Linked DNA regions of Bos taurus: region 1 is linked to region 2. The links are chromatin contacts, called in public Hi-C maps. All regions are on one chromosome and are shown on one strand. Each heading gives the region's core, a stretch centred on a gene start, on an enhancer-like site or on the middle of the called end of the contact. The rest is flanking DNA. Distances are from core to core; before and after follow the strand shown.

Evidence for each region. Hi-C and Micro-C count contacts between places; a contact is called where the count stands out from the background.
Region 1: a contact with region 2 is called in a Hi-C map of blastocyst, with 4 times the contacts expected there. The contact joins the enhancer-like site here to the promoter of MR1 in region 2. A contact is called at or near these places in 2 of 11 Hi-C or Micro-C datasets (blastocyst and skeletal muscle).

The regions. Positions count from the first base shown.
Region 1 is chr16:62,264,424-62,269,436 of ARS-UCD2.0, reverse strand. No RefSeq gene overlaps it. Among named protein-coding and RNA genes, the nearest start is that of IER5, 58 kb to the right of the region's middle. Within about 2 kb of position 3,211, at least 31 of the 102 cell types and tissues checked have an H3K27ac peak or open chromatin away from gene starts, as enhancers often do. A contact at or near this core is called in blastocyst and skeletal muscle, where this site is marked.
Region 2 is chr16:62,159,018-62,164,721 of ARS-UCD2.0, reverse strand. MR1 (major histocompatibility complex, class I-related) reads right to left here and starts at 3,288. Exons shown (of 6, transcript NM_001190298.1): 1 at 3,228-3,288. The coding sequence starts at 3,282.

The DNA.
Region 1 (5,013 bases), core at 1,962-4,461, 100 kb before region 2:
GATTGTATGGATCACAACAAACTGTGGGAAATTCTTCAAAAGATGGGAATACCAGACCACTTTACCAGCGTCCTGAGAAATCTGTATGCAGGTCAAGAAGCAACAGTTAGAACCGGACATGGAACAACATACTTGGTTGTTGTTGGGACCACACATGGTTCCAAATTGGGAAAAGAGTACCTTGATCAAGGCTGTATATTGTCACCCTACTTATTTAATTTATATGCAGAGTACATCATACGAAATGCCAGGCTAGATGAAGCACAAGCTGGAATCAAGATTGCCAGGAGAAATACCGATAACCTCAGATATGCAGATGCCACCACCCTTATGGCAGAAAGTGAAGAAGAACTAAAGAGCCTCTCGATGAAAATGAAAGAGGAGAGTGAAAAAGTTGGCTTAAAACTCAACATGCAAAAAATGAAGATCATGGCATCTAGTCCTATCACTTCATGGCAAATAGATGGGGAAACAATGGAAACAGCAACTGACTATTTTCTTGGGCTCCAAAATCACTGCAGATGGTGACTACAGCCATGAAATTAAAAGACGCTTGCTCCTTGGAACAAAAAAGCTATGACCAACCTAGACAGCATATTAAAAAACAAAGACATTACTTTGCCAACAAAGGTCCATCTAGTCAAAGCTATGGTTTTTCCAGTAGTCATGTATGGATGTGAGAGTTGGACTGTAAGGAAAGCTGAGAGCTGAAGAATCGATGCTTTTGAACTGTGGTGTTGGAGAGGACTCTTGAGAGTCCCTTGGACTGCAAGGAGATCCAACCAGTCCATCCTAAAGGAAATCAACCCTGAATATTCATTGGAAGGACTGATGCTGAAGCTGAAACTCCACTATTTTGGCCACCTGATTCAAAGCACTGACTCACTAGAAAAGACCCTGATGCTGGAAAAGATTGAAGGCAGGAAGAAAAGGGGATGACAGAGGATGAGATGGTTGGATGGCATCACCTGTTCAATGGACATGAGTTTGAGTAAGCTCTGGTAGTTGGTGATGGACATGGAAGCCTGGCGTGCTGCAGTCCATGGGGTTGCAAAGGGTCAGACACGACTGAGCAACTAAACTGAACTGATGTCAGCTTTATATATGTTATCTTTTGCAATTTTTGGATGTGTTCTAAAATAGAGATGGCATTCTGTACATCTTAAAATGAGAACACTAAGCCTCACGCTGCTGCTGCTGCTGCTCAGTCACTTCAGTAGTCTCCGACTCTGTGTGACCCCATAGACGGCAGCCTACCAGGCTCCCCCATCCCTGGGATTCTCCAGGCAAGAACTGGAGTTGGTTGCCATTTCCTTCTCCAATGCATGAAAGAAAAGTGAAAGTGAAGTTGCTCAGTCATGTCTGACTTGGGGTAACATAACTTGCTAAGATCACACCTCTATTAGAGTGGAGGAACTAGGATCTCACAGTGGCTCTGCATGATTTAAGCCTTTGCATGTTTTTAGGACGCCTCTCTTATCTCTCTGCCCCAACTTGCAGCAATAAGGTCAGTCTGCCTCCTTTGGCAAAACTCCTCTTCTAGGCAGAGAGACTACATCTGCTACAGTCCACTGTCAATTAGGGAGGAGTACAGCCCAGAATTCTGGAACTGAGACGCAGCAGGCCACCAGCCACGGAAGGCCTTTGCCTGCCGACACCATATGGATGGAGACTGAGCCAAGCACTAAGGAAGAGAGAGGGGAGGGAAGTCGGGGTGGGGACTGAGGGAGTAGGGGGCAGGCACAGCAGAGTCAGGAGGAGGACTTGGACCATGGAGCCTGCGCAAGCCAGACACACCCATCCCCTGTGCCAGGCCCATCAGGTTCACCTCAGCTGTCTGACAGCTACCCTCTAATGATGCAAACAAAAGACTTCCTACAGGGAAGGTTTCGGTGTCGTTAGCCAAGGCTCAGTGGAAATCAGAGCAGACGACCCTGAGCGGGCTAGAGGCCCTTGTAGCAGCAGCCAGAGCCCACTGGCACATCTCCAAGCGCCTGCCAACTGGGCACATTATGAGAACCCTGCAGCCAAGAGATAAGGAACGCCTGATCTAGCCCCTAGAAAGGCAGGGCTTGATATAGCAGCCTGAGTAGGCTGCTAGGGAATGTCCTGGCTGAAGGCCTTTCTCTAGCCCAGAGGAGAGTGGGTGGGTGGGAAGCAGGGAGTTTATAAATAATCCCATGTGTACTGATCTGCTCAGCAGCGTTGTCTTCGCAAGCCCTGGGATCTCAGAAGGAGGGTCATTTATAGGTAATTTTAAGTTTTTTTATACTTCTGTTTTCCAAGTTTTCTACAGTGAACTTGAACTCCTTTTATAGTCAGTAAACATGACTACAATTTTAAGAAAGTGAAAAAGAGGCCCAAAAGGGGGACTGGCGGTCCACTGGTTAAAATTCCATGCTCCCTAGGCAAGGGGCAGGGGTTCAATCCTTAATCCAGGAACTAGGTCCCCAATGCCACATGGTGTGGCCAAAAAAGTAAAGTAAAATGAATAAAAAATTTTAAAGTAAAATGATCAATTAAAAAAAAAGAGAGAGGCACAAAAGGAAACCTTTCAGTTAGGAATCATCCCCCCTGCTCAGGGATGCCCCAGTCGTGGACCAATCCTCTCCTCGTTTTCTGGTCCCTCTCAGAGGAGCCTTCCTGTGCGCTGGCATTCACCTACATTGCAGGGAAGGGCCAGTTTTCTCAGCTCCTGTGTTCCTCAAGCTCTCCCTGCCCCCATTAGTTCAAGTGTCACAGTTCTTAGGTTTGATGTCATTAGATAAGGCATCCCAAGCCCTCCTCTTTGCTGGAGGGGCAGGAGGGTTACTCCCATATGTCTGTCCTGTGTGCTTCCGAACACTAGCTTGGTAATGGGGAAAAAGCGATGGAGTCCCTTATAGAGAGTGTGTTTGGCATTCTTTGGCCCTCAGGCTCCTTGTCTGTAAAGTGGGGATAATAATAGCACCTGCCTCCTAGAGATGATATTAAGATGAAAATAAAACAGTGAATGTAAAGTGCCCGACATATTGGAAATGCCAAATTAAATATTTACTGATCATCGTGCCTCTTGCTCTACACCCAGCTGCCCCTTGAATGACTACACCTACCAAATTTGGCCAAAATGACTTTCACTGTTTCCAAAAATAACTCCTCCCAGGAGGTGTGAGGATTCACCACCCAAAAACTCAATGCAGGAATTCCACAAATGCTTTGAGAGGTGACAGGCTCCTTGCAGTCCTTCAGAGAGCCTTATGAGGCACTGTCCTCGTTTGGATGTGTTTCAATGAAGGGCAGCTGGATAAACAGATAAATGAATAAACATGTTCCTTTGTACTAATGACCTTATGTAGGCTGAGTTCAGCTTAGGACTCTGGGGCAAGTTTTAGGAGATGAAAGTAGGTAGAATATCAACTGATTTCTATTTTTTGAGCAAGTGCTAGGTCCAAAAAGGCACTGTGCTAAGATTCCAAAATGGAACATTAAAAAAAGATGAAAGTCTCTGCTCTGTGAGAGATTACAGTCTAGTTGAGGAAGTAAACTGCAGATAAAGAAATAGAAAGCTTGCTCAGCAAAGTAGGATACGACCGAAGAAAGTGATGGGGTGGAGAGTTTAGGAGAGAGTTTCCTCTGGGTTCTGGAGGTCAGAGCAGGCCTTGTGAAGGAAATAAATATCACTGATAAGTGGGCACCAGGCCTGGTAGTATCTGATGCAATCAGGATAGTCTGAGAAAGAGTCTCAGGTGTTCAGGTCAGCAAGGGAAGACATGGTGTTCTTACAGGCAGATGTACACCATCTTCTTTGATCCCGACAAAAGCATTGTGTGGTTGTTGTCATTTCCGTTTTACAGATGAACTCAGAGAAGCTCAGAGAGGTTAAGTTATATGCCTGAAGTCACACAACAGAGGCAGAATCCAAACCAAGTTCTACCTGCTCCAGAGTCCACGTTATTCTACCACCCGGCACTGAGAGACCTCCCTTAAATCCAGCTCCAAGAAAAGCCCTAGGCTGCCAGTGAGCAGTAATGGGGCTCCCATTCCCTGGCTGTGGGCCCTGCGGTAGAGAAGATGCTGCCCCGTGTGGCTGACAAATTCTTTGGGGATATATAGACCTTATACTGCCTGCGAGTATCATGGAATAAGAAGCAATGATTTCTAAAGCCTAGATCGAAGTAAAAAATTGACGTCTTGTAGTTTTAAATATTTAAGCCCCTCCTTCTACTCTATCATATTTTTCCCAGTTCAGCAGTGCGTGCTATGGGCATACGGCGGGCCTAAGCCAGCTGTGTCCAGGCCAGTCACCTGGCGTCATTTTTTACTTCCCTCATCCCTCAACCAGGCACCACTGGGGGACCCAGTCAACCACTAAGTCCTGACCTCCTATCCTGAATGCATCTGCACTCCCTCTGCTGCTTTTCATTCCCGTTGCCATTCCTTGGTCTCGGCCACCATGTTCTCGGCTTGAATTTCTGCAGCAACCAGCTAACTGCTTTCCCTGCTTCCAGACTTGCTCTCATTCAGTCTCACTGCCATACCACAGTACATAGAAATTTGGCCTTACTGAGAGAAATCTGACCTTTGTCTGGGCTCCTGGAATAACCTCCAAACTCTTGGAATTTCTGCATTGAGAGGAGTACCTTTGTTATTCAAGGTGGGACCCGCCCTTATGCTAATGAGATGATTCGGTTGGGGCTGGCCATGCAGAAAGACCAACATGACAGGAATGACTGTGGCTGGGGCTTTGGGCCACAAGGTACCAGCCCAACCACCAGGCAGGGGAGGGTACCTGGAGATGAGTTTAATCATGTGGGTAATTATTAAATTAATCATGCCTGGGTAATGAAGCCTCAGTAAAAACTCTGGACACTGAAGCACAGATGACCTTCCTTAGTTGCAAGACTCATGTTTATTGTCACAGAGATGCTGGGGAGGAAACGCATCCTAGGAATACAGACACTTACTGTTTGGAACCTTCTCAGGCTCCACCCTACTGTGCTTTGATTTCAGTTTATATATTTTATGTATTTTTAT
Region 2 (5,704 bases), core at 2,039-4,538:
TTTCTCTTTAACCTAGGCCCCTTCCTTTGAGACCTTGGGAATCCTCTAGTGAGGATGACCGAGGTCAATGGGTTTTAGTAAGAATAGACAAATATTCCCACTAGTCAGAAGAAAATCTACAAATTAGTTGAATTGCTCGGATTTAGATAGATTCAATGTCAACTAAGAAGAGGGCCTTAGGGGAGTAAAACAGTATCTTGGAGAAATTTCTACTGCATGTACCTTGGCAACAGCCCCATGGAAACAGACTGGAGTCTAATAAGGTCTATAGCAAGTGCCCATATTTTCTCATGTTAACTCTTGGAACTCAAGGTCATTTCTTAGCAGATAATTTGCAAGCCTGTCTCTTAACACTAGCCCAGTTGACAATTCCGGGGACTTATCTATCATCAGTCCTTATCTGTGGAGGACTTCATGAAGCAGATTGATATAGCATATTGAAATATCCATAGAGTTATGAATAACGTCAAGAGACTGACCTTGGTGTTTTTCAGGATCAACCATACAAACCACATATAGCTCTGCCAGAGAGATCCCATGCCTGCCCCACCTGATTACACCCACCCCTCACCAGCTCACAGTTTCCCACAGGCTGGAAACCTCTTTCTTTTTCATGCAAATTCTGCAACCAGAATAAACCACAGTCATGAATTTAGTCATTATTGCTGCCCAAGTTCTCTATGGCAGTTCTCTCCAACCCTAACCCCAACCTTTTTAGCACCACAGATTGGTTCCCTGGAAGACAACTTTTCCACAGCCTGGGTAATGACGAGGGGTGGGGGAGGGTTTCAGGATGATTCTCATAAAAACCTAGATCCCTCCCATGCATAGTTCGCAGCAGGTTCTTGAGCGTTCCTATGAGAATCTAATGCTGCAGCTGATCTCACAGGAGGTCAGCTCAGGTGGTAATTCAAGCTATGTGGAGCAGCTATAAATATGGATGAAGCTTTGCTTGCTTGCTCACCTGCCTGCTGCTTACCTTGGCCCCAGAAGTTGGGGACCCCTGCTCTATGGCATACAGTCAGATCACTTCAATTTCTTAGAAACATCACCTTGGAACATAAAACCCAGGAGGTGTTTATTAAGTGCCTATTGGTCACTAGAACATATGAGGGAAACGAGAAAAATGAGATCTCTCTCCCCGCTTTAAGGAGAACCTTGACTGAGAGATTTTGGTAGATAGAAAACTATAAAACTGGGAGCAGGAGCTATGGGAGTATAAAGGCAAGAGCAGGTTACTGAAGGCTAAGGAGTCAATGAGAACACCACACTGGAAGTGATGCTGGAGTGATCTTAACATTGCTCTGTGATCTCAAACGCTCTGGTATCTCCTCCCTGCATTTCCACCCCTAGAAGCTCCCACTCAGGGCCAGCATTAGGTCCAAATATCAACAAGACCAAGTCCTTTTTCATAACTCCATCTCCCCTCTGTTAGCACTCCTCAATGCTCAGCGTGCTCAGTCAGGGTCCTGGCAGGTAATAGCCTTCACTCTAGATGAGTCACATGAAGAAACTTCAGTGGAGGGACTCTACACAGAGCTGTGAGCAAGGTTACAGGAACAAATGAGGGATGTTAGGGAACCCAGAAGCTAGCAGTTATAAGAAGCCGTTACCAGCCCTAGTGTTGTAGCGATTAGAGGAGCAAATAGTGTTCCTGAAGCCCAGTGGTAGCTAGAACCATGAAAAAGGGGCTATTCATGGAAAACTATATTGTGGAGGGACACAGCTATTATACTACCAGAGGCACTAGAGAAAGAGGGAAAAGAAGAAGGTAATACCTCAACCTCGCTTCGCTCTCTGATTGCTTTCCCTCGGCGTCTCCTATTGGGTGAACCCAAACAGAAATCAGCCTGTGAGAGAGACCGGGTGATGTCGCCTGTAGCAGTCAACGCCCCGGGACACAACACAGGGCCGAGAAGGATGCAGCGGAAGAGAAGGAGAGCCAGCACAAGGTGACCTTACCTGCCCTTCATAGGCGACTGGTTCTATTTCTCATGCTGTCAGTTATCAAAGTGCGGAGCATCCACATCCAGAGACGCTACGATTTTGTGGGAAAGCCAGGGGCTGTGGGCGGGAAGACCTGCATGTGCTTCAGACTCTGTTCATTATGTGAGCTGAGTCCACCTCTCTCGGTCTGGATCTCCTCATCGGGAAATGGGGATATTGTCTCAGCCACAAGGGTTAGTTAGACCAACACATAAAAGATTATATTTAGGGGGTATTGTGGTCATATTATTGGAGAGTTCTTTGAGAATCAAATACAGGCAATATATAGGCTTTTTACCTTCTAGAAATATCACTCCTGCCCTCTTTTTATCCTCTGTCTCTTACCTTCACCTTCAATCTTTCCCATTTCTGACTTGAATGGTAGGACTTTTCTATAGAAGTTTCTATAGAATTAGGACCTATGTCTATCTCGTCCATGGTCATGTCCCCAAAAGTGCCATCACATAGTAGGCCATCAAGAAACACACAGATATTTTGAAAGAGCTCCTTCCCATCATGCTCATACATCGTTGTCTATGATGGTAGCCCAGATGTTGTCCAGCAACCCCCTGGGAGTGCTGAACTCTAGCTGAGAAAGCAGTTGCTTAGAGCAGAGAAGCCTGTTGCTTCCAGCCCACCAGTCTTCTTGTGTATTTGGGGCAACAGAAAGCAACTGCTTCCCTAGTAACACAGGTTCCCCATACAATGAAAATCTTTTTCTACTCAGTTGATAACTCTTACACTCAGTACACAAGTCCAGAACCATGGTTTTATCTTTCTGGGATCTTGTGTTACAGGTTGGGCTTATGGTGAGGAGGATAAACAAATAAATGTGAACAATGGATCTGCTCTACTCTTCAATGCCCCTGAAACCCTGACCACATCCTCATGAGACTCACCAAGCTAGTAGGGAGGAAAAACAAAAGTGAAAGAAAAGACATGAGCAGAAAAGACAGGGAACAACGTGCAGAAAGGAAATAGGAATGAGGAAGTTACCCAGAGGGTCTTTCCAGAATGGCTTTCAACCCCTCAGAAAAGGTGGGCAACATCAAGATCCTACGCACACAAACTGGAAAACTGTATAGCTTTCCGGTTCATCACTCCAACAAGTCCTGGGTTGAATAAACACACTTTTCTGCCCCTGGCTTCTTCACTTCACCAGGAGTTTCAGGAAGACAAACTGTTTCCCAGAGGCTCCCTCAGCTGGGGAGTTTAGAGTAAAGAGAACTTGGGGTACTCACGAGCATCGCTGAGCTTCATCATTAATACAATGATGAGAGGCAATAGGAGCATCATCAGCCCCTCTAAAATCCTTCTCTTCTGATTCTTTTAACAATAACACTGATAGGTCCCTGTTGATCTTTCAAGAACCTTGTACTGCTCTCTCCGTTTTTTGGTGATTCAGCAACTGTGACATTCAAGGTCTCTCTCCCAGTCAAAACAGTGGAAATGTTGGTGTCATCAGTTGCTAGGTAGCATAGAGAGCAAGAGAAAACTAAAGGACCGCCTTCCCCAGTGACCTTTAACCCTTTGTTGGTCTGAGACACTGATTGCTCCTTTTGCTGTTCCTATCTTGGTCCTGTTACCAACTTCTAAATATTTATGGAGCACAGCTATAAGAAAGACACAGGGAACACAAAGATGAATCAGTTCTGGTCCCCCAGGGAGCTCAAAAGAAAAAGAAGCCTTTGTTTATTCCCTGGAGCTTAGGTTTCACCCAAGATCCATGAGAAAGATTCACACAAAGTTCCCAGGACTTGCTCTGGCTTCCTATAATGCTGCAGTCCACATGTCTGATATAATATGTATCCCCTAGACTATCTTGTCATTTTTAGCTTACATCTATCTTCCATGCTGCTCTAGCACCCCCAGCCCAATAGCTCAAAAATGCTCATTGAGTAAAGGAGACCTGGGGCTTTACGAAGATTCTGAGGGGCAGATGGCTTGGCTTCCTAGATTAGCAAACCTCAGCACAAAGCCACAACTACCTGGTCATCAGGAGAACACAATGACCTGGGAAACAGAAGTGTAGCTTGTTCAGGGAGTTGGAGGACAGGCCCAGACAGGAGAGAGGATGTAGAGGTGAGCGGGAGAGATGAGTGGAGGCAAGGCCACCAGGCAGGCTGGCTTGAGCTTCTGCTCAGGGACCTGGGATGTTTGCATCCTAGCTACTTGACCTTGTGCAGAATCCCAAATTGTGTTGAGGCTCAGTTTCCTCGATTTATCTATTTTGCTTTGAAAACTTTTTCTTTTGTATTGGGGTACAGCTGATTAACAAGCTATGTTGTGATAGTTTCAGGTAAACAATGAAGGGACTCAGCCATACGTATTCATGTATCCATTCTCCCCCAAACTCCCCTCCCACCCCAGACTGCCACATAACATTTAGCAGAGTGCCCTGTGCTATATGGTACATCCTTGTTGGTCATTCATTTTAAATATAGCAGTATATACATGTCCATCCCAAACTCCCTAACTATCCCTTCTCCCCATCCTTCCCTACCAGCGTCAGTCTTCTCAACTTTAAAAGCAAATCCTGGCATATATTTCACAAGGCTTGTTGAAGATTTAGATGAGGTTATGTTTACAGCGTACAAGGTAGATAGTAGAACATACCAGTTTTCTTCTGCAGTAGGTGGAATAATACCCCCTTCCTCACCCCAAAGATACCTATATTCTAATTTCTAGAACCTGTGAATTTATTACCTAGCATGGCAAAAGGGACTCAGCGATAAAATTGACTTTAAAATATTGAGATGGGGAGATTATCCAGGATTATCTGGTGGGTCCAATCTCAAGGGTGTTATAAAATTGAGACAGTCTCTAGAATTGGAAAGAGAAGGAAGAGATTCTCTCCTAGAGCCTACAAAAGGAACACAACTCTGCCATCACTTTCATTTTAGCCCCAGAGACCCACTTTTGGACACCTGACCTCCAGAACTGTAAGAGAATAAATCTATGTTGTTTTAGGGCACTTAGTTTTGTAGTAATTTGTTCTAGGAGCAACAGAAAATTACATGTCCTCCATCTCCCAAAAGAAAAAAAAGAAGCCAAATAATGAAATAATAATGATATTTAACAACTCTCAGCATCTCCTAGCACCTTCTCTTCTCGGACCTTTGTATTTCTTCCTTTCCTTCCTCCTTCCCTTCTCTTTCTTTCCCTTAATTCTTCACTTAACAAATGCAGGGCACCCCTGTGCCTCTCACTCTCAGAGCCCCCAACAGTCCCCGGGATCTCTCACTAGCACTGATGTCCCACAGCAGGGAATTCATTTCTTCTTTTGAATTTCTGTTCCTATCTTGTTACAAAACTGCATACTGTACTGCAGTCTGCAGCATTTACATTAGAAAGTAGGTATGGTGACCGTGCTTTTCATTTTTAAGTCATTTTATCCTAAGTGCAAATCAACAAATTCAACGCAGAAAACTTGAAAGCACATTAAAAAATCAGAGTAATAAGATAAAAATCACTCTTCAGAGAAAGCCAATGTTAACATTTTAGTATATGTCTTTTTAGTACTTTGCTGTGACTATATATGAATGTATACAAACACACTTTGGGGGATTCATTTTACCAAAACAGAGTTTCACATCCTAATATTATTTTGTAATTTATTTTTCACTTAACAATTTCCCAGTACCAACATGCATTTTTATAGCATAGCCTTAATAGTCTTAAATTTTTTAAGTAAATGGATTTAATAAGTGTCAGTATC